Regions from separate parts of the Sus scrofa genome. Here region 1 is linked to region 2. The links are chromatin contacts, called in public Hi-C maps. All regions are on one chromosome and are shown on one strand. The core of a region is the stretch at or near the end of the contact, and the rest is flanking DNA. Distances in the headings are between cores, read along the strand shown.

What was found. Hi-C and Micro-C count contacts between places; a contact is called where the count stands out from the background.
Region 1: a Hi-C map of embryonic fibroblasts shows a contact between it and region 2, with 2.5 times the contacts expected there. The contact joins two enhancer-like sites. A contact is called at or near these places in 2 of 47 Hi-C or Micro-C datasets (embryonic fibroblasts and fetal heart ventricle).

What each region holds. Positions count from the first base shown.
Region 1 is chr3:71,072,524-71,075,223 of Sscrofa11.1, forward strand. The region is part of intron 42 of DYSF (dysferlin); the gene reads right to left. Among named protein-coding and RNA genes, the nearest start is that of DYSF, 160 kb to the right of the region's middle. Within about 2 kb of position 1,253, at least 6 of the 83 cell types and tissues checked have an H3K27ac peak or open chromatin away from gene starts, as enhancers often do. A contact at or near this core is called in embryonic fibroblasts, where this site is marked.
Region 2 is chr3:70,928,179-70,930,878 of Sscrofa11.1, forward strand. No RefSeq gene overlaps it. Among named protein-coding and RNA genes, the nearest start is that of DYSF, 310 kb to the right of the region's middle. Within about 2 kb of position 1,358, at least 8 of the 83 cell types and tissues checked have an H3K27ac peak or open chromatin away from gene starts, as enhancers often do. A contact at or near this core is called in embryonic fibroblasts, where this site is marked.

The DNA.
Region 1 (2,700 bases), core at 3-2,502, 140 kb after region 2:
AACCAAAACGCAGAATTGCTTCCAAAAGCCCCAATGAATAAATGTGCCTGAAATCTGGCAAAGGCAAGCAGATGGTGAGCAGAGAAGGGTCAGGGTCTGACAATTTGACTATTGGCCTATTCCAGATGGAGGACCCAAGTGGAGGGGGGGGTAGGGGGGGAAACGCCTGTGGGGAATCTCTTTCCAAACTCAGGAGCCTACGTATGTACATGGACCGCTGACTTGGTCCTCCAAGGACAGCCTGACCACCTAACCTATATAACCCATGTAGAAAGCCCGGTTAAATGGAATCTATCCAGGAGGGTGCATGAAAGAAGATCCCATCAGAGTTTTCAAGAAAACCATGAGACATCACTAATTCAGAATTTGTGATGATTCCAATAGGGCCTGGGCAAAAGCTTGCCTTACCTTCATTCTGCTTATGTAGACAGTTTTGCTTTAACACAGGTTCCAACCATCTACTTAAGAGAAAAACTATTTTTGAAGGCCTTCCCAGGACTGCAGAAGCATTCATCAAACTACAGACACTAATCGTAGCTATCTTAAATTCAATTTTAAAAGTATTTGGGGGGCGCCTACTATATGCCAAAGTCAACCTACTTTCTAGTCACTATGTGCGTTTTCATACACAAGACCATAGTGCTTTGCAAATATTCTATATTTTGAACTTGCTGCTAATTCGGGCTGGTTTCCCATGCCTTGGTGAGTGTGAGAGAGGCGCTCACATCACTGGGCAGGTTGATAGGCTCCAGTGAGCATCCTCAGAGGAACCTGTACTCCGCAGTGAGCTCTGAACCAGGTTCCAAGCATTGTTTGGACCCAGGCTGGAGAGGAGGAGGGATGGGGCGAGTGACGAGAAGGGACCAACAGGGGTAGCAAGGCATTAATCAGACCTCGGAGAGAACTTCCTGTCCCAGAGGTTTCCAAGAAAGCCGAGAAATTCCCTCTGGGAAGAGATGAAGCTTCTTCCTCTGGGTAGGAAACCAGGTCCCTTGTGGACCAGGAGAAAGACCTCTTGGGAAGAGGGGTATACAGGGTGAGAACTTCCCCGAGGGGTGTACCCCCCTCTCCCGAAGTACGGGCTGGTAAGGCGGGGGGCTGGGGCCTCTTCCTCCCTGATGAGGCCCTGGAGTTCGCCAGACAAATCTCACCCTGGGCTGTCCCCCCTGCATTGCACATCAGGGCGGGGGCGGGGGGGTGCACCCCCGAGGAGACCACAGGAATGCCAAGCAGGGGAAAGGCGCCCGGAGCCAAGGGCTCCGGCAACGAGGATCCAATATCGGCGGGTGACTCCAGCCCCCGTAACAGGAGAGACCGTAAAGTATGTGCTCTGCTTCCCAACCAGCAAACACAGCAAATAACCAATTACTCCAAATAGCTAACAGATTTCAGCTCTGATTTCCCTCCCCTTCCTCCCCAGTGCCTTCACTTGTCATTTGATGGGCGATTTGTATTTGCTCTGAGAAAATGAGAGAAGGAATGACTCACAAAGGAAGGTCCGGATTACACACAGTGACAGGCATCAAACCTCCCTAATCAGAACTAATGGGAGCGGGGGGAGGCCAGGCTGTACTGGCAACACATCTGAACCGGAGATATTTTTAAAGAAGTACAGTTCTGTTCCTTTCAAGCACATACAGTAATTCTTGCTGAACCAAGAGTGCCAAATGCATGTCCTCAGGAAACCTACTTTAAGGAGAAGATAAGCATCGTCCTAATTAGCACATCAGACAGATACAAAAAAAGTACAGGTAAAAACCCATTCCTGTCATTAAAGTTCAAATACACCCCCTCAAACGCTGGAGGTCAGAGAGGCAAGCATGTTGCGCTGAGACAAACCGCCTTGGATGGGATGCCTTCTGGAAATGCTTCCTTACTGGGGAGCCACACCCTGTAATTGATTCCTTTGCTCAGAAAACCTTTGCTTCAAAGTCTTCAGATAAATTGTTGTTAGTACCCATGAGCGGCAATGAAGCATTCCCCCCAAAACTTGGAATTAAGGGAAATAGGGCTGCCCTTGGAGAACCAGAGCATGAAATCAATGCAGAGGGGATCAGCGCAAGGAGAGGCAGTCACCTCAAAGCGAAAGGTGGCTTCTACACTCAGCCTTAGCCGTTAAGTGGGTAACTGCACTAATACATCTAGAGAAAGACTCTATCGGGGGTGGGGGTGGGGAGAGGAACCAATCCGTCTTGGAAATACAGGCCAGGAGGGGTTAGAGCTGACCATTCAAGGGGAGGGTCTCGGGCATAGGGACAAAAGCCGTCCCTACATTTGGGCACGGATATATCAGTCTCCTTTAGAGGGCTATCACTCAGTGTCAAATCCCAGAACTCTCTCCCCTTGTTCTGATTCTTCACTCATCTCTAATCACAATTTGGCTCCCTGATTGCTGAGCCTAGAGAGAGAGACCACAGGCTGGACCACCATCCAAGGTCACATCCCCCAGGCAGAAGTCTTTCTCACTGTAAATTCATAAACTGGAAACCTTGGTTTAGAATCTCGAATAACGTGCATCTAGCCCTAAGAAAGTTGACCCATCAGGTTCTGAACTCAACAAGGTTGAAGGTCATTCCAGCCAAGACTGTAGAAATTTCCCTAAAAGTAATGCCCTTACCTGGTGTTTCCCTGCTAGGAAAGAGTCAGCCCCCCTTCATTTAAGAAATTCTTCTATAGGCGTTCATAGGCAAGAATTGTGGC
Region 2 (2,700 bases), core at 108-2,607:
CAGGCGGCCCGCGGAGGGGACGCTGATTTACAGTCGCTGGAGTCTCCTCCCCGCGGCCGCGCAGGCAAGCGCCGCGGGACAGGGACGAGGAAGGATTTATGTCTCCTGCCTCCCACCCCAGCGGCGGGCCGTCGGGAAGGCGGCGGAAGGTGACTTTCACCTTCAGAGGCAGCGGGACGGGGGCAGAGCAACCTGCATTTCCATCCGCGGTGGGCGACCGGGCGGGTGAGGGGTGTGGCGGACCGGGGCTTCCAGCCCGGGCCCTGCCCTGCCCTTCTCACCTTGGGCTCTGCAGGGGGCGGCCTTTGGGCCTAACACGGCCCCCTTCACCCAGCCCCCGAACCCCAACTGTCACCTTCTTCCTTAGGGTTCTATCTGTGTCTGGCCGATTCCTCGGGACTTGACAAGGGTCAGCACTGGGAAGACTGGAGGAAAGTGGGTTGGTCGGGCTGCCTTTCCTTCAATGATCAGCGCTTTCCTGAGGTCTCACTCCCTCTCAGGCTGGAAAGGGGAAGAACAGTACCTGATGATCTCTTTGGGGGAGGCCAGAAAGCAGAGGTGGAGCTCCCTCCTCTTCACCTGGCTGAAAGGTGCCTTCTCTCCCTTCCAACCGCCCCCTCCTACAGCCAGGCCAGCAGGTAGAAGTCCAGGTGGGGTGGGGGGTGCAGGAGGGACACAGGGAACTGCACCCCTTACTCACTTGAAGCCAGGCTGAAAGCCACGTGTCACTGGTAAATTGCAGTTCGGAAAGGTAACCCTGCTTCTCCAGTGACTCACCAGAGTCTCTCAGAAATGACTCATGCGTCCCCCAACCAGGAAGTCCTACTGTGTGTCCTGGCTGAGGCATGAAAGACAGAAGGCTCAGAAGCCAAATGCTCCATGGGGGGTTAGTGGGACCACTCAGACCCCAGCTCTGAAGGCCTCTGCCTCCCAGTCCACCTCAGCCTCTCCATCAATAAAGTTTACGTGTCCTGTTCTCAGAATTAAAGTTTAGGTGTTCCTGGCCAGAAGGGCCCTCAGGTAAAGAAAGGCTCCTTTTCAGGATGTAAACACATAAATCGAAAGGCCGGTTCCGTTGAATTATTTGTCTACTGAGCTCTGTGTTTGGAGCTCAGGCTGTCTCCCTTGAGTTCATTTTAAGCAAATGGGCCCCCGCCTTCTGCATGTCTGGGCCAGAGTGAGCAGCACAGGGTCCTGCCCCTTAAGGAGATGCTTCTCTGACCAAAGGCTTCACCTCAGAAACCCAGAGACATTTCAGATCGTGCCAGGGTCTTCTGACTTTGTCTCTAGCTTCTCAGCCTCTCCTTGCTGTAAACAGCAAGACTCTGGCCCTGTTTCCTGAGGATCCCAGCTATTCTATGCCTCTGTCTCCCTCCAAAGACCAAATCCAGTTACCACAAGTGCTGCTGCCTCCAGCCCATCTTCGTGCCACTGGGTTCTTTCCAAAAACCAGACTTTGAATTTAAGTACGCTTCTCTATGACTCAATACAAATACCAAACTCTGAAGACATTTCCCCTGGTTGGGATCTGAGCTAGAGATTGGTACCCAAGTTCTCAGAGATTCAAAGGAGTGGGTGATGGAGGGAAGGGGAAGCCACCAGAGCAAGGGAAAGGGGTGGGGGTGAGGAGGAGAGGTCAACACACACAGGACCCCCCTGACAAACACACTCACCTCTTTTTTCGACTTCACCTGTTCAGCATGCTTTTTGTTGAGAATTGGTGGGTCAAACAGAATCACTGAGAGTCAGCGTGCAGTTTGCGTGCTGCCCAAGGCTCCGTGTCTAGGGAAGAATAGCATCAGAATGCAGCTCCCTGCATCCTGGCCGGGGCTGCATCTACCTGGAAATGGGGCCCTTTTACCTAATTCACGCAAAGACATGTATAGACCAACAGGAGTCCTGATGCCACTCACTGCGAAAACACAGCTACATCCATTACGTCATTTAATCTCAACAAAAGAAGATATGGTATCCCCATTTTCCGGGTGAGCACGTGGAAGCATGGCAAGGTTCAAGAACTTGCCCAAAGTCGCAGGGCCAATAACCAAAGGAGGGGAGACTCAAACAGCCCCAAACCCAGTCTCCCTTCTCAGCTTCCTCTCCACTTGCACGCTCACCTCTAATGCTCCCTTTCCTTGGGCTGCTGTAACCCACGTGACCTCAGCCCTCATTGAAGACGACTCACGAACCATGCGTTGACAAATGGCAGAACGACCAGTACTGGCACACATTGCTGGAGGGAACGTGACCTGGGACAACAGTTTGAAAAACTATCTGTAAGTTTGTTCCAGAGTTAACTCTATACCTACTCTATGATTCAGCCATTCCACTCCTAGACATATGCCCGAGAGAAATGAAACAGCGTGTCTATATAAAGACTCTTGCATGAATGGGGCTGGGCAGAAAGGAAGGGAGGGCTAAGCCAGGACAGGAGGGCCAGGGGAGATCAGCCCACCCCTGGGCTGCCTCACTTTGCTCCAGTCCTCCTCAATCCAAGTCAAAAGCTACTGGGAACTCCAGGCCATCATTGTGGGGGCCAAGCCACAGGGGGTCTAGGCAGTGCTCAGGGGGCCTGTTAGTGACTGCGCCCCAACTCTGACCTTTCCATTGATGCAAGGTGGGGTCCCTGCTAGTGGGAAGAGCTGGGCTGGGCTGGTCTAGGAGATGGGGTGGTAAGGATGGAGGAGAGGGAGGAGTGGC